Regions from separate parts of the Mus musculus genome. Here all the other regions are linked to region 4. The links are chromatin contacts, called in public Hi-C, HiChIP or PLAC-seq and promoter capture Hi-C maps. All regions are on one chromosome and are shown on one strand. Each heading gives the region's core, a stretch centred on a gene start, on an enhancer-like site or on the middle of the called end of the contact. The rest is flanking DNA. Distances are from core to core; before and after follow the strand shown. Region 1 holds the start of Fkbp9 (FK506 binding protein 9). Region 2 holds the start of Kbtbd2 (kelch repeat and BTB (POZ) domain containing 2). Region 3 holds the start of Nt5c3 (5'-nucleotidase, cytosolic III). Region 4 holds the start of Abcg2 (ATP binding cassette subfamily G member 2 (Junior blood group)). Region 5 holds the start of Herc6 (hect domain and RLD 6). Region 6 holds the start of Avl9 (AVL9 cell migration associated).

The links. Promoter capture Hi-C pulls out the DNA fragments that hold promoters and counts their contacts. Hi-C and Micro-C count contacts between places; a contact is called where the count stands out from the background. HiChIP or PLAC-seq counts read pairs in DNA pulled down with a chosen protein or histone mark.
Region 1: an H3K4me3 HiChIP or PLAC-seq map of stem cell-derived neural progenitor cells shows a contact between it and region 4, with 6 times the contacts expected there. The contact joins the promoter of Fkbp9 here to the promoter of Abcg2 in region 4. A contact is called at or near these places in 4 of 39 promoter capture datasets (cranial neural crest, hippocampal neurons, pre-B cells and 1 more), 1 of 484 Hi-C or Micro-C datasets (nephron progenitors) and 8 of 115 datasets of contacts at active chromatin or transcription factors (embryonic stem cells, extraembryonic endoderm stem cells and stem cell-derived neural progenitor cells).
Region 2: a contact with region 4 is called in an H3K27ac HiChIP or PLAC-seq map of epiblast stem cells, with 9 times the contacts expected there. The contact joins the promoter of Kbtbd2 here to the promoter of Abcg2 in region 4. A contact is called at or near these places in 2 of 484 Hi-C or Micro-C datasets (both in the G1E-ER4 cell line), 4 of 115 datasets of contacts at active chromatin or transcription factors (embryonic stem cells, epiblast stem cells, extraembryonic endoderm stem cells and 1 more) and 1 of 9 other capture datasets (adipose tissue).
Region 3: a promoter capture Hi-C map of liver shows a contact between it and region 4, with 4 times the contacts expected there. The contact joins the promoter of Nt5c3 here to the promoter of Abcg2 in region 4. A contact is called at or near these places in 2 of 39 promoter capture datasets (cranial neural crest and liver), 2 of 484 Hi-C or Micro-C datasets (both in the G1E-ER4 cell line), 3 of 115 datasets of contacts at active chromatin or transcription factors (astrocytes, embryonic stem cells and extraembryonic endoderm stem cells) and 1 of 9 other capture datasets (liver).
Region 5: a contact with region 4 is called in a Hi-C map of LSK cells, with 4 times the contacts expected there. The contact joins the promoter of Herc6 here to the promoter of Abcg2 in region 4. A contact is called at or near these places in 3 of 39 promoter capture datasets (the 3T3-L1 cell line and liver) and 1 of 484 Hi-C or Micro-C datasets (LSK cells).
Region 6: a contact with region 4 is called in a promoter capture Hi-C map of liver, with 4 times the contacts expected there. The contact joins the promoter of Avl9 here to the promoter of Abcg2 in region 4. A contact is called at or near these places in 3 of 39 promoter capture datasets (embryonic stem cells, hippocampal neurons and liver) and 1 of 484 Hi-C or Micro-C datasets (the G1E-ER4 cell line).

Annotation. Positions count from the first base shown.
Region 1 is chr6:56,829,950-56,834,578 of GRCm38.p6, reverse strand. It overlaps Fkbp9 (FK506 binding protein 9), which reads right to left and starts at 2,520. Exons shown (of 10, transcript NM_012056.2): 1 at 2,152-2,520. The coding sequence starts at 2,372.
Region 2 is chr6:56,796,188-56,800,986 of GRCm38.p6, reverse strand. It overlaps Kbtbd2 (kelch repeat and BTB (POZ) domain containing 2), which reads left to right and starts at 3,174. Exons shown (of 4, transcript NM_001362210.1): 1 at 3,174-3,528. Gm10209 (oleosin-B6) reads right to left here. Exons shown (of 2, transcript XM_030255710.1): 2 at 2,561-3,740. The coding sequence ends at 2,943.
Region 3 is chr6:56,922,456-56,926,908 of GRCm38.p6, reverse strand. It overlaps Nt5c3 (5'-nucleotidase, cytosolic III), which reads left to right and starts at 2,977. Exons shown (of 9, transcript NM_026004.3): 1 at 2,977-3,237. The coding sequence starts at 3,100. It also overlaps a transcript of Vmn1r4 not described here.
Region 4 is chr6:58,637,279-58,641,928 of GRCm38.p6, reverse strand. Abcg2 (ATP binding cassette subfamily G member 2 (Junior blood group)) reads right to left here and starts at 1,383. Exons shown (of 16, transcript NM_001381927.1): 1 at 1,302-1,383.
Region 5 is chr6:57,577,959-57,582,534 of GRCm38.p6, reverse strand. It overlaps Herc6 (hect domain and RLD 6), which reads right to left and starts at 1,543. Exons shown (of 23, transcript NM_025992.2): 1 at 1,303-1,543. The coding sequence starts at 1,498.
Region 6 is chr6:56,712,307-56,717,260 of GRCm38.p6, reverse strand. Avl9 (AVL9 cell migration associated) reads right to left here and starts at 2,356. Exons shown (of 16, transcript NM_030235.1): 1 at 2,047-2,356. The coding sequence starts at 2,139.

The sequences.
Region 1 (4,629 bases), core at 1,271-3,770, 1.8 Mb after region 4:
CAATCTAGGAACTCCATGCTGACGGCCCACCTCTTGCACACACACTAGCATATAGTTAAGCCTTCTGTGTGAGTCCATTGCTTCTTGCTTTTCTTCCACCATTTTTATGGCAGCCTACAGAACACAGATTGGACAAGTCATTTGGATATTCTCAGCTTTACTTTCTTGATCTACAATGAGGTATCTTCATCGCTGTCTTCTGAGGGTAGATGAATTCTTCTGAGATGAAAATAATTTTACCCTGTTAAGGTACAGGGTAAAACTAGGTATGGCCTCTTGTGAGAGAGAGCCAGCTCTGCTGTTCTTCTTGTGCCTGTCTCGACATTTTGTAGTTACTTGCCTGTGCTAAATGACAGTCTCAGAATCGTGTAACACTAGAACTCTTAAGGGTAGACAGTGTATAAATGCTATGGTTGTACCAAGGTGCTCTTCCCACTGTCCTAGTAGCCACCCCTAGAGAGGAGAACTTGTCCCTGTGGAAATTATTAGTTACCATCAGTTCAAGCAAAAAAGCACTTTATATGAAAGTAACAAACCAAATAACTAATGAGCGCACGAACAGATGTTCAACCTCATTACGGATATAAAGATCAAAGCCTTGATGAGGGCTCAGAGGCTTACTATGCAGCTCTGGCAATCCTGAAACACATTATGTAGACCAGGCTGGCCTCGAACTCACAGAGACCTGCCTGCCTCTGCCTCTCAAATGCTGGGACTAAAGGTGTGTATCACCACATCCAGAAAATATAATTTTTAAAAAGAACATGAAGAACTAGGGACACTGAGGGAGGGAGTGAAAGGTGAATTACACAAGACAACTGGGAGTTACTTTTGAGATTCTGGGCCTCAAAAACTTAGACTTAAGTCCCATTTGATTCAACAGTTCCAGTCCTGGGTATATAGCCAAAAGAAATGAAATATTTTTAAAAATCAACCTTATAATCTATATTTTCAGAGGTTTTTTGCATATTTTTTATGGAGAGTGTGCCATGACATTCATGTGGAGATTAGAGTACAATTTGTGGGAGTCATTTTTCTCCTTTGGCGATGAGAGTACCAGGGACTGACTAGATGATCAAGCTTGTCAGCGAGTGCCTTAACCACAGAGCCATCTCATGAGCCCTATACATTCTAGGAGAACTACATAGCAGGGGAATACCTCAATTAAGGTGGGTTGGTATAAAAACTACAACTGAAACAATGGTATGACTAGGACTGAGGATATAGCTCAAAAATACAGAGCTTGCCTAGAATGTACAGTCCTGGGTTCAATCTCCCTGTGCACCCCCCAAAATAATTACCACTAAGGAGGACTAACCATATCTAAGCCTTTGCTTTGTGCCACATAGTACTGACAACCTTAAATGTTTTTACATACTCATGTGTGGCTGCTTATATTGTACATAATAAGCCCATTCAGGCACAACAGTTCCCTGTCTAATGGAGTGCTTCACCACAAGGACACAGCCCAGGGTTAGAAACAGCAGCCTGAAGAAAGGGGCAAGGCTGAAATGAGCTGAAAACTTAAGTTACATGAGCAAGCCCAGGCCATCTCTCCCACAGTTTTTGTAAAGCCAGAAGGGGAGGGCACAGGAGTTGCACACAGGCACAGCATTTGAATTCCCACAGCCTGAATCCAATATTTGCACAGGTCTCACTGGTCTTGGTTACTTAATTGGTAAAAAAAAAAAAAAAAAAAAAAAAAAAAAAAAAAAGTTTCTTCTTGTAACTCCCCAAAGATTTAAATGAGCTCGTGCATATATATATATATACCGTTGCCTAACACCTCAACAGTTCAGTACAGTGACTGCAATTATGGGACACCTACCTCCTCCTCCCACTAGTCAATGCTAAGGTTGGGTTGTCTAGACAATCCAGGGATGAAACCCAGAGACCAGTCAAGACGGACCACCAAGAAGGCGGGCGAGCATCACCCACTCTTGGAGGTCTCGCTGAGTGGCCATTTTACATGTCTGAAAAACGTGTTCCGCTGTGCGGGGCAGAGAGGAAAAGAGGAATTGTCCTGTCCGCAATCTTAAGGTCCCAACTATGGCTGAAGGCTCAGCACACCTCCAAACGCATGGGGAGGGCGGCGGAGGGGGTGGGGGCGGGCTGGTGGAGGTCCTTGGGGAGTGTGGGGGCACGGGGTACCTGGAGTCGAACTTCTGGCCGTCGAGGAAAGTCCCCACGTAGTGGTAGCGCACGAAGTCGCCACTGTGCACCGTGCGCGGACACTCATCAGGCACGAAGCTCTGCTGGATCTGAAGTTCCGAGCTCACAGCCAGGCCCAACACCGGGGCTGCCTGCCCGGTCACCCAGAGCAGCAGCAGGAGCAGCGACCGGCGCCGCCAGCCCCGGGCCCCTAATGCCATCGCGCGGCCTGGACTCCGGGGAGGCGAGGGGCAAGGCTGGGCGCGCCGCGGCGATGCAAACGTGGAAAGGTCTCCCGGCTAGCCCCGGGCCGCAGCGCCCGCCCCCCGCCGCCCGCGTCCGCCCCGTGCCGGGCCGAGGGGAGGAGCCGCGCCCAGCCCGAGGGGCGTCCACCGGCCTGGGAATTCCTCTGCCTTCCCCGCCTCCAGAAGCCGGGAGAGGATCGCTCTGACTGCCAGGCCCCGCGCCTGAGCACTGCGGATCCCAAGAGACGATATGGAGACTCCTACGTGGCAGCGGATCCAGTTTCCCCTTGCTGCTCTGGGAAAGGAAGGAAACTTAAGAGTCTTTTTTAAAAACTTAGTTACTGGGGGTGTACATACACAATAAACAGGCTGGAACTTCCCTCAGAATGTTTTTGAGTTGCTGTGAACTAATGTGGTCAGTGAATTAAGTTCCTAACACGTGACAGCTTGGCCAGCGCTCCAGATCCCACAAGCGACCCCTAGTTAAATGAATCCTCGATTTATTAAAGCTTTGGAGTATTAAAAGTAAATCAACAGAGCTTTCTCAATTTGTTTTGGGAAGCTACCAAATAATCCAGATACCAAAATCTACTAAAGACACCCACAAACGAGAAAAATAAGCAGTTGGCACCAAACAAGTTCTTTTTTTTTTTTTTTTTTTTTTTAGCAAAGATGCTAAATAAAACTTGAGCAAATGGAACACAACAGCTACCTGAGTGAGCTGGTTAACAAAGTATCAGAGACATCTGCAAAGTGAAGAGAAAACAAGATACTTTAAAAATTAGTATAGAGCCTATGATTAGAATCCAACGATCTAATAAGAAGCTATAGGTGGCCCTCAAAAAAAGGTTAGTGATCAGTTTTCCTACTTGGAAAAAAACAAAAACAAAAAACCTTGGAGTGTCCTAAGTTACAGAACAAGAGAGAGAGGAAAAAAGAAATCCGTGCTAACGTCACTTCAAGTTAAATCATCAAAGGAAAAGAAGAGAACAAAAAGGCGCTCCACGTTGCTTCCCTGGACCTTGAAAATCAATACCGCAATCTACTTTTAGAATCAAGCAACCTGAGAATCAATCAAAACCTTTCTTTACTCTCAGCTCCTAACTGCCGGGCCACCTTTCCAGGGCTCCCTTCCAGCTTTTCCCCAATAGTTTCAAGGCTGAATTTAAGTCTTCGTCCATTTTGAGTTGACCTTTGTATACAAGAGATGTGGTTCTAGTTTATCTAGCCTATGCATATTCAGTTCCCCAGCACCATTCATAGAAGACAAGGTCCTTTATCCAGTGGCCGTTCTTGCTGCCTTGTGGAAAAACCAGATGGTTGAGTATATGTGTGTGAGCTGTGGATTGAACTTTTGTCTTACAAATTCTTGATAAGTTACGTTAGCACGGGTTTCTTTTTTTCCTCTATCCTACGCAGAGCAAAGCCTTCTCAGAGTCTCAAGTAGGAAGGAGGACCTGGACTTAATACCCAGTAGCCATGTGGTAGCTCACAGCTGTCTGTAACTCCAGTTCCAGGGGAGCTGAGGTCTTTTTCTGTCTTCTGTGGGCATTGCAGATCCGGTACACAGATACAGTGGCAGGCAAAACATGCATACACCTAAAGGAAATATAAATAAAGATTATTTTTTTCAAAAGAAACACTTCAGGACATTGGTCTAAATGATGATTTTGATAAGACTCCAAAAGCATGGCAAAGAAAAGGAAAAGACACATAGGGTTATATTAAATCTAGAGTTGGCATTTAAACAAGCAACAGAAACAACAGAGGTCCCAGCCTCCAGAAGGGAGGATGCACTTGTATCCTGTGCAACCCATGAAGGATTCACTTTTAAGATATAAGAATCGTCACCTCCCCCAAAATCAACACTAAATATTCCAATTAAAGAATAGCCAAGGGGCCCGTAAAGTAGTTCAGTCCGTGACAACATCAATCTGCCTTACATGTGTGCAAGGCCCTGGATCCAAATCCCAGCTCACACTAAAAATCAGTAAATGCATAAATATGTGAGTAAGCAAATAGACATTTCTCGATAGGATAAATGAATGTGTTCATGTGTGTGTATTTTTTCCAAGGTTTTTATTTATGCTCAACAACACTAATTAAAGAAATACAAATCAAAACCATAATGAAGAGGCTGAAGGCAAGGCTCGGTGGTTAAGAGCACTTGCTGCTCTTCCAGAGGTCGCTGGATCCGTTCCCACCACCTACAAGGGAGCTCACAACCAACTGT
Region 2 (4,799 bases), core at 1,925-4,424, 1.8 Mb after region 4:
AAATGTAAATGTAATTTTATATGTATAGATGTGCTACATCCACTCCAGTGAAGCCTAGAGGCCTGGAAGCACTCATGAGGCAAAGAGTTTCAAGGAAACTATGCCTCCTGGAACCTTGGCATTCCCATAACCCATATACTCATACGTTATCCCCACGTTAGTATGGTGTATGCTCTCTTTCAGTATTATTTTATTATAAGTGCCTTTAAAGATTGAATTTTAACATAGGTGAGCCTCCATCAGTGTTCCAGAAAATCCTTGAAGCCCACCAGTTTGGAATTCAGTAGGAATTCAGTGAGAAGGTTACCTATTCAGTAACATTCAAATTTACTTCTAGCAGAGACGGGAAAACTAATTATGCATTGCAAAGAACGGAGCTAGAATAGCTCAGGGCTAGTCTGCAGAGTGATTACTTGGGACAGTAGCCAGTCTCACCCAAACAAGGAAATACACAATGGCCTAGTGAATAGGTAGGTTTACCATGAAGAGTGAGGGAATCCCCCAAGACAGGTTTCTTCATGTGGCTCAAAGAAACAGCATAAATCAGGCATTTACTAAGAACCCCTAGTGGTAGGCTTAACAATAGACTAGCATTACACCTGGCTCCCTTCTTAGTGGTAAACACGGCCTGGTCCGTGCCATCTTTTGATGTATACATTCCTTTTGTATTGTGTCACTGTAACTTAGTGGATGTGTTCGCCTGGTTTCTTGTTACTCTTCTGTATAAAAAGTTTGATGCTCGATTTGACAAATTACACTCAGAGTCTTCACACTCTCTTGTGTCGCTTCTGTTTGTCACTCACAGACTCTATGCCCATCTGTCCGAGACTCTGATTTGCACGGATTAAGGAGGGCCCACTGAGCCCGGTCTGTGGCATAGATGTTTTGCTTGCATGCATATCTGTGTACCACGTGAAGAATATTTAAATACAGTATAATTTGGGAGAGAAGTTTTTTTGGTATAATACAATCCTGGTGTCATCTCAGATCAAGATAGAATAGAGGTCAACAGGCTACCTCCCCTAATGATGGGTCTATTAATTAGGAGCTAAAGATAAAAGGTTTAGGGGTGAAGAGTCTGGAATAATTATTCTGAGGGATTTAGGTGAATTCTACCTCTACAGAGAGCAAAAGGTTACCACATGTTAACAACACCCACTCTCAGGTTTTTGGATAGGATGCAAGTATTTTACTTCCTCCATTGTGGAAATACCCTGTATGTTTAACATTCCTGGTTTCCCTGGTGCTTATTTGAAATATAAGGACTTTTGTGGCCCCCAACAATGTGGATGCTGTGAATTGAACCCAGGTCCTCTGGAATTTAGTGGTCTTAACTTTAGAATCATGTCTCTAGCCCCACATTTTGGAGATTTTTTTTATTACAGATTCATAAAAAGTATAAAAAATATGAGCCCATGATGGCTCAGCAGGCAAAGAAGCCTGCTCTCCAAGCCTGGCAACCTTGAGTGCCATCTCTGGAAGCCACACAAGGGTGGAAGGAAATCTGCAAAGTGGTCCTCTGACTGCCACACAAGTGTGGTGGCATGAACACTGACCTCTCAAGAATCACATAGACACACACACTCACATACACGCACACACACATACTCACACACACACACACACACACACACACACACACACACACACATAGCATAAAAAGTAACAAAAGTAGAATGTTCTTTGAAAACCCCTCTAGTGACTTCCCATCTTAGATAACTATAGTATATTATCAAAACTATGAAGCTGGTATTAGCAAAAGCAATTAAATAGACTAAAAACCTTATTTGGACTACATCATCTTTTATATAAACGCTACTTTCTTTTTTCTTTTTTTTTCTTTTGTTTTGGTTTTTTTTTTTTTTTTTTTGGCAGGGACTCACTTACTGGCTGGCTTATAACAAGTAACTTGCTATTTAGACCAGGCTGTCCTTGAATTTATAGAAATCTGCCTACCTAACTCTGGCATACTGAGATTACAGGCCTATGCCACTATGCCCAGATTAAACTTTGTAAACTTTATCGTTATTGGGTCGTGACCTAGGAATTCCATATTCACGCAGTCAAGATGAAGAGCAGTCCCATTAACTACAAAGAAGTTCCTTGTGCTATGTGCTAGGTGTTCACAACGACGTCGGTCAACTAGATTTTCTTTGTATTATTTCAGGGAAGCAAAATTAGAGTGGATAGATACATTGTATACCAGCACGGTTAACTATATTTTCTTTGTATTATTACAAGACAGCAAAATGGAGTGGATAGATACATTGTATTTGAGAGCAGACAAGATTTTCTTTGTATCCTTACAGGGAAGCAAGATAGATGCATTGCATTGTAATGCTCTGTAATGCATTCTGAGGGCCTGTTAACCCCCTCTACCAAACCAGCACTTTTAAATAGTCTGGTGTCGTTCATGTGCTCCTGTTAAAATTTGAACTCACTATTTAGCGAAGGACAGCCGGGAATTCCTGATATCCTTTCTCTAGCCTCCTGCCATCTGGGATTAGAGGTGTCTGTCTCTTTGCCTAATGCTTTATATGTGGCCATTCTTATTTTCAAAACTGGACTTGTTCTAACAGTTGAAGTTAGGAAGTAGGCAATTCTGAACGTTTTTTGTTTCGTTTTCGTTACATGTATCTTTAGGCAAATCTATAACATTTTTGCTTGCCAACAAGTCTCGCAGACCACAGGCACTTGCTACTTCAAGGCTTTGCTTTGAAATCTGGGGCATGGAGGGTGTCTGCTGCATTGCAGTAAAAACTGGCTGGAGGCATCATTTGTGGAGACCGTCCTCTGCACCCATTCGCTTCCAAACTGCGGGTTATCTCGATGGTGCCAATACTTCCAAGGCCTTAGCAAGCGGAACTTCTGAAAGCGATGGAGGCTGGAACTAAGGAAAGCAGCCCATATAGCAAACGGTCCAATGTCCTCCTCCCCTAACTTCAGCTTCCCGGGGTGCAGTGCTGGCCCCCACTCTGGCCCAGCCTGCAAATGTCTGTATCTCGGGTGGACACCTCAAACACGAACAACTGCGGCTGCACAGAAGTCCAAGTGCCGCTGAATAGAACTTTGGGAACTGATTTTTCTAGGCCATCCCTGAGGATGGGTGGCCGGCGCGACCCCGCTCTGCTACGCGCACGCGCCTTAGCAGCCCGGGAAGCCCGGACCCAGACGCCAGCGTCACCTCGCGCCGCCTCCGCCCTTCCTGCTTTCCGTTTCCTTCCCGCGCCTGCGCGGCTCCGATTGTTTTGGCTTTCCGGTGGGGCAGAGGAAAAGGGCGCGGTGAGCCAGATGAAGGCGGGGTCCAGCCGCGGGCACCCGGGAGCCCGCAGAGCCGCTGCTGGAGCGGGCGCGGGCACTGGCGCGGGCGGCAGGCCGTGACGGCCCAGCCCAGGAGGCGCGAGGAAGCGGAAGCGGGGGCGGAAGCGAGCGGCCCGGATCCCCGCAGCGCCACGCCCCCGCCGTGCGTGCGGCCGCGTGAGTGCAGCCCGGCGGAGCGGCGCGGTGAGCTGGGCGACCGGGGACGAGGTGAGCCCGGCCGGGCGCGAGGCTGGCGGGCGGCCTTTGTGGCCCGGGGCGGCGGCGGCGGCTTTCAAACTGGGGCGCTTCCGCCGAGCGCGCGGTGTTTCCGGCGCGGCCTTGCGCGAGCTGCGGGGCTCGGGGCGGCGTCCTTTCTGAGGGAGAGCTGTTTTGCCCGGCTCGTGTCGCGGCCGCCGGAGAAGGGCGACCGCGTCCTTGCCCTTTTTTTTTTTTTTTTAAAAAAAAAAAAAGTATTATTATAATTCTTTTTCTTGGCACATCGGCAGTAACCAAGAGTTAGCCAGGTTAGCCGGGGTCCTGTTGTCCTCGGCCTGCTTGTGCTCTGCTGTGGGAAGGGGAAGCTGCACTTTGAAACCTGTTTGCTTTAGACGGAAATCATGGGTTGGAACTGGACGCTAAGTCGGCCGACTGGGCGCTGCTGTCGTGTGCTCTCCCCCACTTCCCGCCCCGCCAAGCGCCTGGCCTAGTAGCTCTTAAGATTCCTTTTTTTTATAGCTACCTAAAGGAAAAGGGATGCGTATTCTCCGGGCTGTAGATCTCTAGAATTTCTTTGGTGGCCTCTCTTTAAGTTAAGCAAGGAATTAAGATAGTAAACTTGAAAGACTTTGCTTTGTGAACAGCTATATCAGCTTTGTGAAAACGAGGGGGGAAAAAAAAGACAGTGCTGGTCACGTGTTGTTTATACATGAATCTGTAAGTCTGGCTCACTGAGCAGACACTGAGGAACGGCCCTATCAGCGGTGTGCTCTGACTGAAATTATATTTTCTTCCTGTGAGTTAATACAGTTTATTTTAGTTTCTTCATTTCTTTGGAGTTGTGAATTCTTCCCCAGATTTGAGTAATATAGACCAGATCTTTTGCAGGTGAGAATGACTTCGTCTAGTCAGACTGTGGATGAAGCTTTTATTTGTAATCTAAGATCCATTTGAAAAGCCAAGTCAGTTGTTTTTCCCAGCCTCTGTGATGTGAAACGTTGCTGTTCGTTTCGTCTGTCTGATAAGGTTATGCCTTTCTGCTTTGCTCTTTTGTTGGTTTAACGCTTTTCTAGGTTCCTTTAGATCAGGGCCAGAAATCTTAAGAGAGGGTATATAATTCTTGGCAACTACGGCTTTTCCGTTGAGCATTCTTTGTATGTAATCCGTGTGTTTCCACACTTATTTCCTCTCTTCAGATAAGTACTGTAATTATTCTCTATTTTATTTCCATAAGTACAGTGCTGTAAAATATGCTAACTTTACAAATACTGTAAGGAGGTGAC
Region 3 (4,453 bases), core at 1,728-4,227, 1.7 Mb after region 4:
CCAAATAAAAGAGAAAAGACCCAGATCAATACAATTAGAGATGAAAACAGGAGGTTACTACGGAGCTCAGAAATCAATCTAGAGGTTTCTCAGAAAATTGGAAACAGATATAGCAATCCTGGGCATATACCTAAAAGATGCCCCACCATGCCACAAGAGCATGTGTTCCGCTGTTTATAGCAGCCTTATTTCTGATAGCCAGAAGCTGGAAACAACCCAGATGTCCCACAACAGGAGAATGGATACAGAAAATGTGGTTCATTTACACAATGGAATACTATTAAGCTATTAAGAACATCCTGAGTTTTGCAGGCAAATGAATAGAACTAGAAAATATCATCCTGAGTAAGGTAACTCAGACCCAAAAGCACATGCATGGTATGTAGTCACTAATAAGTGGATATTAGCCCAAAAAGTACTACATACCAAGGATACAATCCACAGAACTCAAAAAGGTTAACAAGCTGAAGGGCCCAAGTGAGGATGCTTCAAACCCACTTGGGAGGAAAAAGAAAGCAATCATGGGAAGGAACTGGGTGGGAGAGGCGAGGAGGGGAAAAAGAATATGATCAGTACTGGAGGGAACAGAAATGAAGCCCTGAGGGTCAACAGAATGAAAGGAAACAGTCAACCTTGGGAGGTAGGAGGTGGGAGGACCCTTTGGAATGTACCAGAGACCTGGGAGATGATAGTCTCTCAGAACTCAAAGAGAGGGACCTTAGATGAAATACCCAACAATGAGGAAATGGAGAGATGAAGGGATGTTGTTGCCATCCCACAGTCAAAAGCTCTGACCCAGAATTATTACTATCTAAAAGAACTACAGAGATAAAGGTAGAAAGGAGGTCCAGTGACTGGCCCAAATTGGGATCCATCTCAAGGGGAGGCTCCAAGACCTGACACTATAACTGATGCTATGGTGTGCATAGCTGTCCTCTGAGAAGCCCAACCAGCAGCTGACCAAGACAGATGCAGATACTTACACCCAAACATTGCACTGAAGTCTGAAACTCCTGTGGTTGAATTAGAGAAAGGCTAGAAGAAGCTGAAGAGGAGGGCAACCCCATAGGAAAGCTATAGATATAGATATATAGGTACATTTTTAGAGTGCTTTGCAAGGGCCCCAGGGATAGGACAGAGAACATATGACACAGAGAAAAACAATCCTTAGCTTTAATTATGATGACAATCAAGCCATATCACCTCAAAGTATGATTAAAGGAGATCAGACTATGCCATAGGGAAACAGGCTACTTTGGTACAACAATTATTTTGATCTGAAAGATGCTGAGAACTATTCAAAGCAGGGAAAGCTCTTTGAAGAATTTCCCTTAAATTCGATAGTCGTTTGTGTGAGAATGCCCCCCCTAGGCTCATACATTTGAGCATATGATCTCCAGTTGGTGGTGCTGTTTCAGGAGCTTTAGAGGTGCAGCCTTCTTCGAGGAAGCATGTCTCTGGAGCTTTGCTTTAAGGGTTTGAAGACTGTCCCACTTCGTTTGCTCTCTGTACTTTGTGCTTATAGTTGAGATGAAAGATGTACCTCTGTTACCATGCCAGCAGCCTGCTGCCACCTGCTGCCATGCTGACCCCACCATTATGGATTCTTGTAAATTCTTTCTTTCTTCTATAAGGGGTCTTGGTCATGGTGTTTTATCACAGCCACAGAAAATTAATACAAATTCCTTATAATTTTAAACATCTCTAGTGTAGAAGAAATACACATTTAAACAGAGAGAGAGAGACAGAAACAGAGAGAGACAGAGACAGAGATTGTTGAGATTGTCATTAGTAAATGTATCAGGTCAAGAGCTTCTCCAAACAGAATTGTTGAACTTGAGGGTTGGTAATAGGCACCCTATCGCTGAGCTCACACCTTTATCCCCTGGAAAGATTTTCATCTGCACAAGGCAACCTTTAGTCACCATACATTTCCCCTCCTGCAGACTCCAACTTGCTCAAGAATGTCAAATATAATACATATTCCTTTCAGTAATTTAGGTGGTATATTTCAGCCTCAATTTTTGGCCATTTCGTTAAGGCTTTGACCCATGGCCCTGGTTAATCAGCCACTGTACTCCGAGCAATCCTCCTGCCTGAGGATCCTACATGCAGGAATCAGAAGCATGCTCCATCATGACCAGCTTGAGTCTCATATTTCTGTGGAACTTCTGTTTGCACAATGAATTGTTCTACTCAAGATAATGTCTATGTCAATTTGCTTTAGACCAGCTAATAAAAACCTAAAACAGAAAAATAATTCTTTCTCTCCCACGGCTTTTCATTCTTAACTTCCTTCGGTTGCATATATCAGGCAGAGAGAGACAGTCTCGCCAAGCAGCAGCCCAAACCTCACAGAATCGGGGGCGACTCTCCTGAGATTCTCTCTTGCACCTCATCACACCCCACCCACTCAGCGAGAAGCAGAGTAAACTACATGAATCCCTTGAAATATACTAAGCAAGAGAGAACAACGTTAAGTTTCTCTGCACACGCTCCTAAGGAAAGTAAGCTAAAGTTGTAGGTAGACTGTGACTGAAAAGCCCAACAGCTGACAGATCTCCCAAAAACGACTATATCTAGGCCTTCCAACCCAGGATGCTACTGCGCAGGTCAGACGCAGCGCCGCTGAGCCTGCTGGGTGTCGTAGTCCATGAAGGCTAGGACGAGGCACAGTTTCTGAGTGGGTGGCGGGTGAATTTTCTCACACTGGGGCAAGACTTTGTTTTCTCGATGTTTCTGGTGCGATCTTACTGTGGACTATAGGCACAGCATAGCATCCGGGTCACCAGGATTCTGGGTTACAGATGCACTACTTGCATTTAGTAGCTAATTACAGTTGTTTCCTTCCGGGTCCTTGCGGCGTTTCCTGAAGTCAGGGTCAGAGGAAGTCCCGCCCCCACTATAAGGGCGGGATTCCGGACGCGGACCTCTTAGTCTCCGCCCCGTCGTCCCCGCCCCTCACCTCTTCTGGGCGGGGCCTCCTCGGTTTCCCCCGCGCGGGGCGGGGCTCCGGGGAAGTGTGCGGCTTGCGGCCGCGCCCCTGGGCTCGTACCCGCGGATCCCGGGCTTCCGCGCCGAGAGCACGCGGGCCTGTCAATGGACCGCGCGGCCGTGGCGCGAGTGGGCGCGGTGGCGAGCGCCAGTGTGTGCGCGGTGGTAGCAGGCGTGGTGCTGGCCCAGTACATATTCACCTTGAAGAGAAAAACGGGCCGCAAGACCAAGATCATCGAAATGGTGAGTGCGGGAGCATCGGCTCGCGCGCGAGCAGCCCAAGTGGCGTGGGCCGGCCGCGGCCCTGCGAGGGCAGCCTGCACGCGTGCTGATGCTTGACAGCGTTTGTTTCAAAGAGTGGAGAGAATAGATGCTCGGAGATAACTACCTCTTGCTGCAAAACCCGTTTCTCCAGAGCTAATCTCCAGTTGGCAACCGCCTCCAAGACGTGCAGCTAATCCGATAGTCTCTTGTCCAGGAGTCGGTTGGTTGGTTGGTTGGTTGGTTGGTTTGTTTGTTTGTTTTACATCATCGGGGCTGCCTTGGCTTACGTTATGAAAAGAGCATTTTCAGTGTTTTTTTAGAAATGCCAATATTGAAACAGCTCGATTATTTGAATGTTCTTCCTTGTTTTATGTTCCAAGAAGTATTCATGTGTCAGTCCCCCAAAACTCTTTCCTAAATCCTAGAAATGTACTTTTAAGAGTTAATTGCAGTCTCGTTTAAATTGTTTGTCTCAAGAATTCCATTTGAGGTTTGTTTTAAGGCGATTTGTTGATCCCAGAATGTCTGTTTCATTTAGGGTTGTTTTGATGTTACTGTTGTTCCATCTGACTTGAGCATGCATGGTGAGTGTGACTTACTTACTGGAGTACAAGTGAGCATCCAGAACTAAAATATAAAGTTGAGAAACTATTTCTATTGAAACTAATATTTTAAGTGAATTCCTTTATTCCTGGGTTATTTTCTTTATATACCTCTGGTTGCAAACATTTTGTGTGAGAAGTTTTGCCTCCCTCCCTGTCTAGCGAATTTACATGGCTTTATTTTGTTCCATACTCAAATTTTATAATTTTCCATCAGTGGGAAAAAGCTGATTTCGCTGTCTTTCTCTATGTACTTAAACAGTGGGCTGATTTTTCCACGAAATCTTAAGGAAGAGTTTTACTTTCATTGTATAAAGTACTAAGGGACCAATAATGCCAAATATTTTTTGTTTGTACTGTACAAGTCAGTCTTTATATGCATTGTTTTAAACTATGCGTCAGACCCCCTAATAGTTTTTCAGTAGAAGATGTAAAAGAGTTTAATATTTTTACTTTTATAGTTTTAGCTGATTGTTCCTTTAGATGGGAGAAATATTTGGATGACCTGAAATATATATTCCGGCCCTTGTTCTCTCTCTTTATAAGTCATGTTTGGGGAGTCCTCTGTACCTGTCTCCACCCTCTTCCTTCAT
Region 4 (4,650 bases), core at 134-2,633:
GTCCCTTACTTCCTATGCCTTCTTTTCTCCATTATAATCATGATGAGCTATGAGCCAGGCCAGTTTCCTGAATAAAGACAGTTAGGGTCATAGGCCCTCTGGGAGTCTCACTCTTTCTTTGAAGGATGACTACCTGGAATGCCATCAGAGGGAAGTCACAAAACGTACTCTTTATCCTGCAGGATAACTTGAAGGATTTAGGACATGTTACTTTAATTTCTAGCCATTTCCCCCAGGCTCAATACAAATCAGACATCAACCCAGCTTCCACAGTGTCTCTGATCTCACCAAGACTGCATTCACCCTTCCTGAGAAAATGCACATACCACTGAGATTAATCATCACTGGGGCAGGAGAAATAATCTTGGTCAACCCCTATCCACTCATATCTATTTTAAATAACTGTTATACTACCACCTTTGAATGAATCCCTAAACACTTCAGTTTTCTTTATAAGTAAATGAATTATGAGCTCAAACTCCCTCAGGGACTTCCCAGCGAATGGGAAACGGCTGTAAGGCAAAGGAAAAAAGTAACGATAAAAGTTAAGACTCGACTCTCCACAGAAACCTTTTCAGTATTATTTTGGTAACTACTGTAATAAGCAGGTCAAATTTTAAAGTTAATTATTAAAACTCAATAGCTTGGTATGACAGTGCCCTGGAATAGTCCCAGTGCTGGAATGGCTGAGACATCAGAATTGTTTGAGCTCGAGGTCTTAGGCAGTCTGGGAGTCATAGAAAGACTCCTTCAGTCGAAAATTAATAAATAAACGAATAGATAAATAAATAAATGAAAGTAGAAAAACGGAAAAGAGTAATCAGAATGCATTTCATCCACGCGTGCAACTGACAAAGAACAAAATGTAAGGTCAAAGGCAAAACATAACGATAAAAATAAGATTCAACTCTCCACAGAAAGGTTAGAAAGGGAACCCAGAAAGTAACAATACACCTAAAATTGAGAAACTTTAGGCCCGGGGTTGGGGTAGGTGCTCTTCAGTCCCCTTGAAAACTTCTCCACTGTGGGGCTGACTGTCGTTCAGGCAGTTTAATCTATCCATTCAAGAAGTCTTATCCTTTCCAAACAGTTGGAGCAAACAGGTTTGGACTTTATCCTCCTGCTATCACCGCACCGCACAAGCTTCTGGAGAAATGACTGAACTGTCAGTCCTTGTTTCCTCCTCACTTTCACAACCCACACCACGCGGTCCCCCTCGCCCCCACGCCGAGCCCCACAGGGCCGCCACTCGCCCCCGCGGCGCCTAGCACACTCCCGGAGCTTCCCCGCACTCCGCTCACCTCGCGGTCCCTGGCGGAGCAGCAGCCGCGCCAGAACTCGCACACACTCAGACCTGCACACGCTCGCCCGCCAGGAGCGTCTGCCCGCCCCGCACAGGCGCCCGACCGCCGTGACGTCAGCTCGCGCCGCCCCGCAGCTCGCCGGCAGGAGAAGCCGGTCCCAGGAGCAGCTGGACACATGTGGGCGGGGGGCTTCCTGTGCTGCACAGGCTCCTGGACGGAGGGCGGAGAGCGGAGAGCAGAGAGCCCCGGGTCATGGCGGAGGCAAGGCGCTGACCTGCGATAAGAAGCCTCGGAAAGAAAATATACTCAGAGTACCTTCACCCTGTGAACCTGGAGGACCCACAAGATACCCAAGATGCAATTTAGGCAAATTACTATTATAACTGTGGCAGGCTGGGCTTTGTGTGGACTCTCCCGGGATTTACGGAGATGGGGTGGATGGCCTTTTGATGAGAGGAAGAGAGCTGCTCCTAAAATGATCTGATTCCCTACTTGTTTGGGAACTTTACCAGGCAGCTGCCCAAAATGGAAGGGTCCTATGCTAGAAGTTGGGGACTTCACTTAGGTGGCTGTACAGAATGCCATAGGGAAAAAAGACACTGGAAGACACCAAATTCATCTCATGAGGGTAAAACCTCCTAAATCCAGGTAATCCCGAGAAACACAGCTATGGCTACAGTCTTAGGGTTTCTATTGCTTTGATGAAACACCATGACCAAAAGCAACTTGGGGAGAAAAGGGTTTGTTCTGCTTACACTTACACACCATGGTCAATCATCACATCTCTCCACCTCCCCCTTCAATTATTTTAAATTTTTAATCGAGAAAAATAAATGCATGATCAACTTCTACTCGGGTCATGTTACAAGAAAAAAGTACTGATCATGAGTTTCTCTCCTTAGGAAATCAACAGCTACAATGACTGGCTACATTTTTTTGTCACTGGGATAAAGGTCCCTTTTTCATGTCTTGGTCTTGTTAATAAAAGATTCAATGATTGACACCATGGTCAATCATTGAAAGCAGTGAAGGCAAGAGCTCAAACAGGGCAAGAATCTGGAGGCAGGATCTGACGCAGAGGCCATGGTGGAGTGCTGCTTACTGGCTGTATCATGGCTTGCAAAGTTTATTAGTTTGTTTTATAGAACCTAGGACCACCAGCCCAGGAAAGTCTCCCACCTGCAATGGGCTGGGCCCACCCCATTCATCACTAATGAAGAAAATGCCTTAAGGGCTTGCCTATAGCCAGATATTAAGGACACCTTTTTTCCAATTGAAAGCCCCTCTTCTCAGATGACTCTAGCTTGTGGCAAGTTTAATAACAAGATAGTCCAGGCACTTGACCCTTTGTGAGCCAGACACATCAACACAACACTATTTAACAATAACTTTTCTTTTTTTAACATTCCCAAGATCTTAATAAACATGACAATATAAAACATAAAAGTCAAGTAGTCTTTACAAATCAAGCAATTTAAAAGTTCATTCATTCTCTTGGTTTTTTTTTTCGTTGTTGTTTTTTTTTTTTAATCTAAAGTTTCTTCAAGTGTGTGTGCTCCTATAAAATCAAAACAAGTTCAACCCTTTCTTATTCCAAGAAGAAAATATCAGGCACAGTCACAGTCAGATCAGAGCAAAATCAAAGTCCAATGGTGTAAATCTCAGTGCCAGGCTTCTGAGACTCATGTGAGATGCATGTCACAGAAAGTCCTCTGTGCTTGTCCAAAGGGCTGCCATCCTACACATAGCTTGTCTTGTAGGCTGTACACTATAGGGCTGCTGCTGTCCTTCACAGTCATTCCATGGTACTGGTGTTTCCAAAACATTGGGGGCTTCTGCTACAACTGGACTGTACTTTCACCCCTGGCTTCTCCTGGGCTCTATTCTAGGACTCCAGCCAAGCAACAAGTGCCAAGCCACAGCCTCCTTCCTTGAGCCCTTCATGCCTTGAAACCATACCACCTGGTGACTACCAGGATCTGCTACCAGCACTGGGGGAAAACTGACTATCTCTGGAGCATAGCTTCTGTATTCCAGTGTGCTGAAACACTTCCCAGTAGGTCTCACCTCAACGGGGCTGGTCTCAATTTCAGCTAATTTCTCAAACCCAACTAACGGACATCAATTGTCTTGGTAAAGCAAAGGTTCGACTCAGTGTTTCTGGTATCTTGTTAACTGTAGCTATTTCTTCAGCCCCACCCAGATGACCAGCACCACAGATTCTTAATTCAAAGCAGCAAATGGCCCCTGTTGTAACCCCCAAATTACTGATACTAGAGACTTCAGTGTTGTACAGTTTGCTTCTGCCTTCCTCCCCAGAGGTTCCCATCCTCCCCTACCCCTCCCCCCCACTTCCCACAGCAACACAATATTCAGACCGCTGGTTTCTGTGCTGCCTGCTGCGTGTTCCTGCAGCAGTCCAGGGCTTCCCCGCCCCCCTCCCCTAGCTCAAGACATTCTCCCTACCTCTGTGTCTCCAGAAACCAATACCCAATACTCCTGCTGATAATTCTCCAGGTGCCTGTCCTTGACACCTTAGAGAAGCTAAGGGAGACCATGGAAAAAGTAAAAGGTAAACTCAAGTCAGGTCACAGACAGTTACAACTGGCCATAAAATTAGTCCTTGAACAGACACGCATTAACCCCCCTTCGCTTCAGTACTATTCCACCCTTTACTCCCATTTTCTGTAAATATTTACACTATTTCTAACTATACTCTATAATAAACCCAATGTTTTCTGGACTGGGGTTGCTTGCCAGCATTCACGCAGTGACTGCTAGGTGGGCGAACGGGGTTTGAACTTGAAACTGTAATATCTAAAATAAATTCTAGACTACCAAGTACCTTCCCCCTTCAAAAGGACTTTCCGAAGTGTACTAGCAGGCCAAGTACAGAGTCAAATAAAAAAGCTGGCTGACTAAGCAAATATAGAAACATAGTTTTAACGGTCAAAATCAAGATTAACAATTCCCCTGCCCCACACCTCACACTAAAAACCACAAGGATAGACAAAATGAGAGTCACCTTATACAAACCAACCAATGTCTAAAAAGTTATTGGCTACACCAATTAATATAAGCCAGACTACCTTGGTACCTATATCTGGCCCTTACAAAGGTATAAAAAGTGTGTTCTTTCTTTGTTCTGGGTCTCTCCTCTGGCCTGCATTCTGGGAGGGGGTTCCCCAACATGTTGGATAAGTAAAATCCTCATGCATTTTGCAACAATGGTGATCTCTGTGGTCTTTGTGAGTGAGGGTCTTTTGACAAACTACAACAAAACAATAAAAAGACTCTTGGGAGTTGCAGTGGGCTTTGCAATTCTTAGACTCATCTGGGTTTCCCA
Region 5 (4,576 bases), core at 294-2,793, 1.1 Mb after region 4:
CAAGGGCTTTATCATTATTTCTTAGATGGTTCCCCACAATTTATTATCCAACCTCTTTTCTTTTGTTAAGTACACAAGTTCCTGGATCTAAGCACCTCTTTTACTTTCTGTGAATTCCTATATACACAAAAATTACTCTCTAGGTAAAAGACTAATAAAATCCCATGCTGTTTTTTGCCTATTCATTTTTTTCAAGTTAAATTTGTAGCTTCCAGAAACTGAATCCAAAGGGACAGAGGAATAGTTTTCGTGTTCTACACAGTTCTTCAAATTATTCTACACACATAATCAAATATAGTCAATGGGAATGTAAAATAGTCCAGTGGTAGAGTGCTTGCTTAGCATATAAAGTGGCAAAAATAGATAATTAAAACCAGAAAAACAAACTAGAACTTTAGTTAGTTTGAAGTTACTTAGAAGTGAATCAATATCATATATAAAATCCCCTAGTGGATTAATGTTTTGGTAAAACCACAACTTCTTGTTTAGATACAATTACAATAACTCATAATGACAAAATTCCTATAAAAATTAAATACATAAGCAGAAGATAAAACGAGGAGCTGCAATGGTCTTAGAGTTGCTTTTGGTGTAATTATAGGTGACTTTTTAAATTTTAAATATTTTATTATTTTTACGTGTGTGTGTGTGTGTGTGTGTGTGTGTGTGTGTGTGTGCGCGCGCGCGCTTGCGCTTGCGCATCACTGTGTGCATATATGTGTGTGCTGGTACCCATAGAGGCATAGGATCCTCTGGAACTGTAATTATAGGTAGTTGTAAACTGCCGCATAAGTGTCAGGAGCTGAACTCTTAACCACCGAGCCATCTCTCAAGACCCTACAGGTGGCTTCTTTAGTACTTTCCTACATCAGCTTTAATGCCGAAAAATGCTATTATACTTTTTTAAAAAAACAAAAAACAAAAACAAAACCTTAGGAGAGAAGATGCCCCAAGTTATTGCTAAGCTTTTCGGTTTGGAAATCAGATTCCCCCCACCCCACCCCCTCCAGAAAGTTCTCTCAGGCTTAGCTTGGTAAGGAGGAGGGACTTTCTTTCTATCCAGAGGAAAGCTTGCTTTTTTGCTTTCAGTTTCTCAATGAAGAGGAATTGGAAACCGAAACAAATACAAACTCCAGAGCTCTAGGAGTTGACCAGTTGATGCAAGCTGCTTAAAACAGGGTTCCAGCTTCTGATATCCCTGGTCCAGCCACCCGGTATCCCTGGTCCCCTGGTCCCCTGGTCCCCTGGACCCGAGGCCCCCACATACTGTCCTGAGCACCTGCTCAGGAGCTTGGAAGTCACCTGGCCTTTCGGTACTCTGGTCTCTCCTCTGGCCCAGCTGTCCCCAGCTGTTGTCCCCGCAGGAATACACCCTGTGGTTGCTGAACAGTAGGAGCGAGTGGTGTTCCCCGCTGGCTGCCTGCAAGAGTTCAATGCCGCTGGTTCCCGCCTTCAGGCGCCGAGGCTTCCGGCTTCCTGCAGCCCAGCTGAAATACATCCCTGCGGTGCACAGCCACCCGCGGCTCTGGTATGTCAGATGGGCTCCCAAAAGCAAGTGACCTAGCTTCCCTAACTCCTCCCAAGGGCACTGCCCAGTCCCTTACGTCATAGTTCTTTCCAGTAAGTGCCTGCTTGTCCCACACCACTAACATCTTTCTCACAGGCATTTCTAGGGTCATTTTGAAACCTGGCTGCTTGAATTTTCAGTACTGAGTATCTGAGAAGACAGGGAAGAAGAAAGTATCTCCATCATGAGTAAGCCACTTGTGAGTCCTGATGCTCTGGACAAATTTCTAGGTCTGTGAAATATTTATTAAGTGACAATATCCACAAGTTGTAGCAATTTCAGTGGCAACCAGTTCCCAGGGAATCTGCTTTCCTTGGCAATTCTAGCTGGGGTTCTTTTATTCCAGTCTTGATTATTAATTTTCAGATCACACATTAAGCACCACATGGTAAACCTATATGTATAATAAATAGATTATGGAGTATGTTCAGGGGGTTACAGAACTTTTTTGAGAATTTCAAAGAGGCCTAGAAAGCCAAAGCTGGGAAGCCTGTAAGGATGTAATTAATAATGAACCCTAACTGAGCTGCAATGGAGAAGCTGCTGTCCAACTGAATCCAACTGCAGAGTAAGGGCAGGGGCCAGATATGTAAAGAAATGAAAACCTTCACATCAAAGCTACACAAGCCAACAGAAAAAAAGTGAACACTCTTTTGCAGGTTTGCTGAGCTCTGAAGGAATTTAAGGGAGACATCTTTAGAGCTGTGTGTTCCAAGGTGACTCTGGCTCTCTCTGGCTCTCTCTCTCTCTCTCTCTCTCTCTCTCTCTCTCTCTCTCTCTCTCTCTCTCTCTCTCTCTCTCTCTCCCTCCCTCCCTCCCTCCCTCCCTCCCTCCCTTTCTCCCTCCCTCCCTCCCCACCTTTGAAAACAAACACAGCACTGAAAGGGTTGTGGGTCACTGTGTTTATTCCCATCTGCTGCAGGTTGAAGCCTCTCTAATGATGGCTGAATAAGGCACTGCCATATGAGCCTAGCAGACTATTATTGAGTCATTTTATTGTTACCCTTTTGTTTTTCTTAGACCAGTAGTATTTGGTTTTGTCCTAGGTTCTGGTTCTTGGTCACCTGAGCAGTGTCAGGTATGGGTTCCTTCCATCTCATGGTGTAGGCCTTAAGTCAAATCTGAAATCAGTTGGTTACTCCACGTGGTTTGTGCCACCATTGCCCTAGCATATTTTCCAAGCAGGACAAATTGTAGATCAAGGGTTTTATGGTTGGATTGGTTTACTTTTCTCTTTTAGCAACCTGCAGAGTCCCTTTGCCTGTCATAGACATTAGAACATGGGACTCCACATTCAGTGCATTGTGTGAGTATTGACTTCAGCAATGAAAACTTGCTGTTGGTTTGTTGAGAGACACCTATTTTCTTGGCAACAGCCTGAAGTATTTGAGGATTTCATAGCGACCCTTTCAACCAATAACTCAACTGGATAAAACTTAATCCCAGACTGAAATTTTCCACTGGGACAGACATGGCCAGTTGGGGTTCCATCTCCCTCATTATTTAGAGACTTCAATAGGACCACCTTCATTATTTTAGGAAGTTTCCACTACATCAGGTTTCCATATTCTTCAAATGAGTTTCAATACTAGCTGTTCCTCCTCTCATTGCCTCTCTAAATTCCATTTCCTCTCTTCTTTCCCACCAGAACCTCCCATTCTCATGCCTTCCTCTCCTCTACCAGTAAAATCCATTTCTATTTCTCCATCCCAGAAAAAAATCCATGTGTCTTCCTAGTCCCTTCCTCTATGCCTAACCTCTCTGGGTTAAAAAGATACACGAATATACAGAATACCAAGTAGACAACAAAATCAGAAAAGAAATTCCTCATAGTATTCTTTAACATGCAGCCATTCAGTTTGATCAGCACCATTTTTTGAAGATTCTATTTTCTAGTTTGTATTTCTAGCTTCTTTCTCAAAAATCACATGTCTATAAGTATGTGGACTTATTTCTGGGTGTTCAGTTCTATTCTATTAATCAACATGCCTGCTTTTATGCCAATGGTATACTACTTGTCTTGCTATAGCTTTGTAGTATAACTTGAGAGCCCCAAAAGTTCTTCAATTGTGCAGGATTGTTTTCGCTAGCATCGATTGTGTGTGTGTCTGTGTTTCAATATGAAGTAGAAAATTGTCCTTTCAAGCTCTTTGAAGAATTGTGCTGGAATTTTAATAGAGATTGCATCGAATCTGTAGATTGCCTTTGGTAGGATGGCCATTTTTACTATGTCAATTCTACTGATCCATGAGCATGAAGACATCCATTGTCTGATGTCTTCTTCAATTTCCTTCTTCAAAGACTTGAAGTTCTCTCATACAAGTCTTCCACTTGTTTGGTTAGTCTTACCCCAAAATACTTTATATTATTTGAGGCTATTGTGATGGATACTATTTCCTGAATTTCTTTCTCTGTTTGTCATTTGTATATAGGGGGGTTACTGATGTTTTTATGAGTTAATTTTGTATCCAGCTACTTTGTTGAAATTATCAGTTGTAGAAATTCTATGGTAGAATTTTTAGGGTCACTTATATATCATCTGCAAATAGAAATATTTTGACTTCTTTCCAACTTGTATACCTTTGATCTCTTTAGTTGTCTTATTGTTCTAGCTAAGACTTCAAATGCTATATTGAATACATATGAAGAAAGTATGCAACCTTGACTTGTTCCTGATTTTAGTGGAATTGTGTTGAGTTTTTCTTCATTTAGTGTGACATTCACTATAGGCTAGCTTTAAACTGCTTTTATTATATTGAGGTATGTTCCTTGTAGCCCTAATCTCTCCAGCACTTTTATGATGAAAGGGTGTTCGATTTTGTCAAAGGCCTTTTGTTCATCTAGTGAGATGATCTTGTAACTTTTCTCTTTGTTTATATGGTGGATTAATTATATTTATTGATTTTTCATACACTGAACAACCACTACATCTCTGGGATGAAGTCTACTTGATCCTGTGGATTCTTTTTACATGTTCATGCATTCAGTTTGAAGGTATTTTATTAAGTA
Region 6 (4,954 bases), core at 1,107-3,606, 1.9 Mb after region 4:
GGGGCAGGCGGATTTCTGAGTTCGAGGTCAGCCTGGTCTACAAAGTGAGTTCCAGGACAGCCAGGGCAATACAGAGAAACCCTGTCTCGAGAAACCAAAACCAAAAAAAAAAAAAAAAAAAAAAAAAGATAGGATCTCTCTATTGTATACCCCTTATTGTCCTAGAACTCAGTCTGTGGACCAGGCTGGCCTTGAACTCAAAGATCTACCTTCTGTACTTATTAGGCAAGCACTCTACCACTGAGCTACCTACATTCCCCAGCCTAGGATTAGGTTCTTAGTGCTTTGTTACTTCAATACCCTAAGTAGGTATAATTTTAAAAAGATCAATGATTAATCAAGCTACTTTAGGCATCAATTGGGGAAAAACTCAACTAGGACTTGTTTGCTTCACTGTAATTATACATTATCTGACAAAAGAAATTAAGAAGGGCAAATTAGGAAGCTTTGGATTTGCTGGTCTTAAGAGTAACCTAATACAGGCCTCCTGCTTCTGGCACAGAACTTAGTTTACAAAAGCAGACACTTGTACCTGCATGCTGAAACCAAAAGGCAAAGGCAAAAAAATGAGATAGCATGCAGGCTGCTCTTGTATCTTTGTTTTTAAACAGTCTCTGTTCTCTAATCTTTATGCAACACTATATACTGTTTCCCTTATTGAAAGCTATACTATTAATAAAACCAGTAAGAGAGGCAGAAACATAATAATCTTGACTTTCAAATGACAGCAAGAATCCGAAGACTACCCTATCTCCTATCAACTCTGATGTTTTCCAGTTTCCTTCCCAGAGCTCCCTCCATTCAGTGTAGTTCTGAATCAAGCTTCCACGATGACTATACTACCACACACAAGAACACCCATGGCACAGGATGCAAAGTTACAACTTCTGACTGACTCCGGGGCTGTTTTTCATAACAGTATAATCTCAGCAATCTTTTTTTTTTTTTAGTATGATTTTTGTCATTTTGTTACTTTACTCCTAGCTTATAAAGCAACTAGTTAGTTCAAAGGCTGTAATCAGGAAGTACTAAAAAAACTTCTTAATATCATACACAATAGTGTTACTCTCTCTTTAGTGTTATTCCATATCTTTCTGAGGATAAGCGAATATAACATCTTAAAATAATAGTCTATTTTTTTGAGGCAGGGTCTAAGTACCCTGTCTAATTTAAGATAATTCTCTTGCCCCAAGCCTCCCATTTGCTGGATGTATGCCATGTGCCACCACACCTAGATTGAAGGTAACAGTCGACACACACCTGTACACTGACACACACACTCGCAGCTATCACTTCTCCACTCCCTTCACTACTTTTGTTATCTTCTAACTAACTGAACTTCTGTAAATAAATCTAATGTTACATTCTCTGTGAAAGAAAAGAAACCAAGTGCTTCGTTTTCTGCTAGAAGCAATCCGTTTTTTTCAACACCTTAAGTATTCAATATATATATTCACTAGCACATTATGACATCATTGGCTTCCAGTGTTTGTTTAGGCTAAACAAACCTATTCTATTTTGCTCCTTTGCCTTCAACACAAAGCAAACGCTCGGTTCAGACGGTAGGGTGAAGAGTCATTTAAGAAGCTGGCTCCATTTGCACTATCTGTTTGACAAATTACATTTTTACTTACTGCAAGCGATTTGGAGGGCTAACCTAACCAAAAGAATAGCTCTGGGCCGGATCAAATCTGAAATGGCACAAAGAGAAGGGGGCGGGGCCGGTCGCTAACCCCAAACTACAGATTCCAAGGCTCGCAAGAGATAAACAAAGGAAGCCGAGCGGAGCTTACAAGTGCGTCAGTCTACTTGAGCATTCGTGTGGAAACCCACAGCTCGTAACGTGCCGGCGTCCAAACACCGAGTTTTCCTCAAGAGCTCCTTTATGGGTAGACACCCAGCAGGTTGGTGGAGACTGACAGGGAACACAAGGCTCGCCCGTCATTCTTCCGCTAAACCCGAACCCCCGCGGCTCGTCGCGCAGTCCCCGGAGGCACACCGCGAGGAAGGCCGCGGGGCGCCGAGAAGGCGCGGGCCGGTCCTCACCTGGCAGCCCTTCTTGTGGTGAAAGCCGACCACCACGATGTGCAGGACAGGCCCGCAGGGGGCGCCGTCACTCTCACGCCCAGACTTCTCCATGGACGCTCGCCGGAGGCCCCCGCCGCGACTCCAAACGCCGAGGCCCGGCCGCACGACCCAGAGCGGCAGCCTTCGGATGTCAGCCTGAGCGCCGCATACGCGCTGCGCCACGAGCTCCGGGGCCGCCGACCAGCTCCCTCACCTCCGCGGAGCCCCACCGGGCCTCCACCTCTCTGCTTCATCCGCTTCCGCAGCTTCCGGGCTGTCACCTGACGCTACAGCCGCCTCCGGCAGCGCGGGGCGGTACCCTGAGGCCCCTGTCCCGGCTGGGTCTGAGGCGGCATGGGCGGAGCCTGATCAGGGGGCGGGTCTAAAGGAAAAGGAGGCGGAGAGGGGAGGGGCTGTATAACAGGAGAGGCGGGGCCTGCTCGAGAGCTGGCCTGAAGGAAGAGGACCCCCAGCTGAAGGCGCGGCCTACACGACCGGTGGGGCGGGGCGGAGCTGGACGGGGCGGGGCAGGGCAAGGTAGGGCAGACAGACACAGACCCTGTGCAGTGGTGAAGTGGTGTGCACAGGGGGTTGATTTGGCTGACTCTTAAACCTGCTCCTTTCTCCCTACGATCTTTGTCAAATCACTTCCTTCTAAAATCTATTTTTCCTTCATGAAATATCGTTACTCCTCCTTTTTACCAGTTTTACTTATTTATAAACGTATTTCCTCTTCACTCTTTAAATCTTCCGTGGGATCTCTCAGTCTTGATTTTTAAATGTTTAGCAAGAAGACATATTCATGAGGTTTGGTATCTCATGTATTCAACGTTGAAGTTAAGTTTCTTGCTTACTCAAAATTTTTTTTACTTTCACTCTAGAATTTTTTTTTTTTTTTTTTTTTTTTTTTGGTTTTTTGAGACAGGGTTTCTCTTGTAGCCCTGGCTGTCCTGGAACTCACTCTGTAGACCAGGCTAGCCTCGAACTCAGAAATCCGCCTGCCTCTGCCTCCCGAGTGCTGGGATTAAAGGCGTGCGCCACCACGCCCGGCTAGATTTTTTTTTCATTTAATTTTTATACGTACAGTTTCTTTTATGCAAGTGTGTAATGCCACAACTTGAGGGGCTGAAGTAAGAGGTTTGCAAATTTCAAGCCAACTGTGGGTTACATAGTGTTAGAAATGTGCTCACAGGGCTGGAGAGATGGCTCAGCGGTTAAGAATACCGACTGCTCTTCCAGAGGTCCTGAGTTAAATTCCCACCAGCCAACCACATGGTATGTAATGGATCATCTGTAATGGGATCTGATGCTCTCTTCTGGTGTGTCTGAAGACAGCTACAGAGGACTCATATAAATAAAATAAATCGAGAGAGAGAGAGAAATGTGTTCACAAAGTAAAATGACCCCGTAAAGCTTTATAACTTTAAAATTAGTCGAGGCTTGGAAGTACACACCTTTAACCTAAGTACTCCAGAGGCAGGCAGATGTCTGAGTTTGAGGCCAGCCTAGCCTACAGAGCAAGTTCCAGGACAGCCAGGGCTACACAGAATCCCTGTCTCGAAAAATGACGACAACAACAAGGACAATAAATGATGATGATGATGATGATGATGATGATGATGATGATGATGATGATAAGGGTCATAGTCCAAAAAAACCGCAGGAACAAGCACACCTGTTCAGGATGGCCAGGTGGTGGTGGTAATGGTGGTTGTTGGCTTTTCCATTTTAGCTGAGGTCCTAACTCATGCTGATTTAGGATGTGGCTGGAAAAGATCAACCAGTACAGAATAGGCAGTGTTTAAACTGAGTACATCTGGATAAACTAATGAAGGACCTGAGACGGGGAGAGGAGATAAAGAAGGCATATGGTTATTAAAACTGTAAGAAAAGACAAACTTTTCACATTGGAGAGTGTGATGGCTATTCCTGGCTACATCTGGAATGAACTACAATCCAGAAATGATAGGCACATCTGTGATCGAGTTTTTGAGGCTGGAAGACATAGGCTTCTGACCTGGATCTTGACATGGGATGACATACACTTTTGATCCAGATCTTAAGGCATGGTGGCTATGAAAAGCTTAGGCCCAGGCAAGGTAGTACACACCTGAAAACCCAACAGATTGGGGCAAGCAGATCTCTGAGTTCAAGGCCAACCTGGGACAGAACAAGTTCCAAATCCGGGTGTGGTGGTACACACTTTAATCTGAGCTATACTTTCTGCTGGAGGCTTGCATAAGGACAATGGAAGAAGGAAGGCTTCCTTCTTCTCCACTTGCTTGCCCTTAAATGTCAACACATCTATTGGAACCTGCTTCTTCAGGATTCCAGCCTATATAGAAGACCTGAAACACCTAGCCTCTTTGGACTGAGAAACTACTAGATTATTGGACTTCCCATTCACAGCTGCACGTTGTTGGGTTAGTTGGACTGCAGACTGTAAGTTGGTCCAATAATTTCCCTTAGTTTATAGAGATATTCCATAAATTCTGTGACTCTAGAGAACCCTGGCTAATACAAAGTTTAAAGTCTAGGCAAATGGGATCCTTCTCAGACTTGCAAAAAATAGATACATAGATTATATACTAGAGTTTGGAAGCAATTTAAGCCTTGAATCAAATCTTCACCAACAAAAACTTAAATTGTACCTAGCAAATGTTTATTCCAGTGCTGTGATTAAAATATACTTATGTACAGTTTCAGTACATCTTCTGGAGTTTACTATAGTTGGCACAAAATAGGTTTGTTATTCCTAGAATTTTCAAATCCTTTACTGAATGTGCTACAGTTTCAAAAATTAAGTTGTTTAAGTGCTTCTAAAACTACTCAGCTACAGCTGGACATGGTGGCGCATGCCTTTAATCCCAGCACTCAAGAGGCAGAG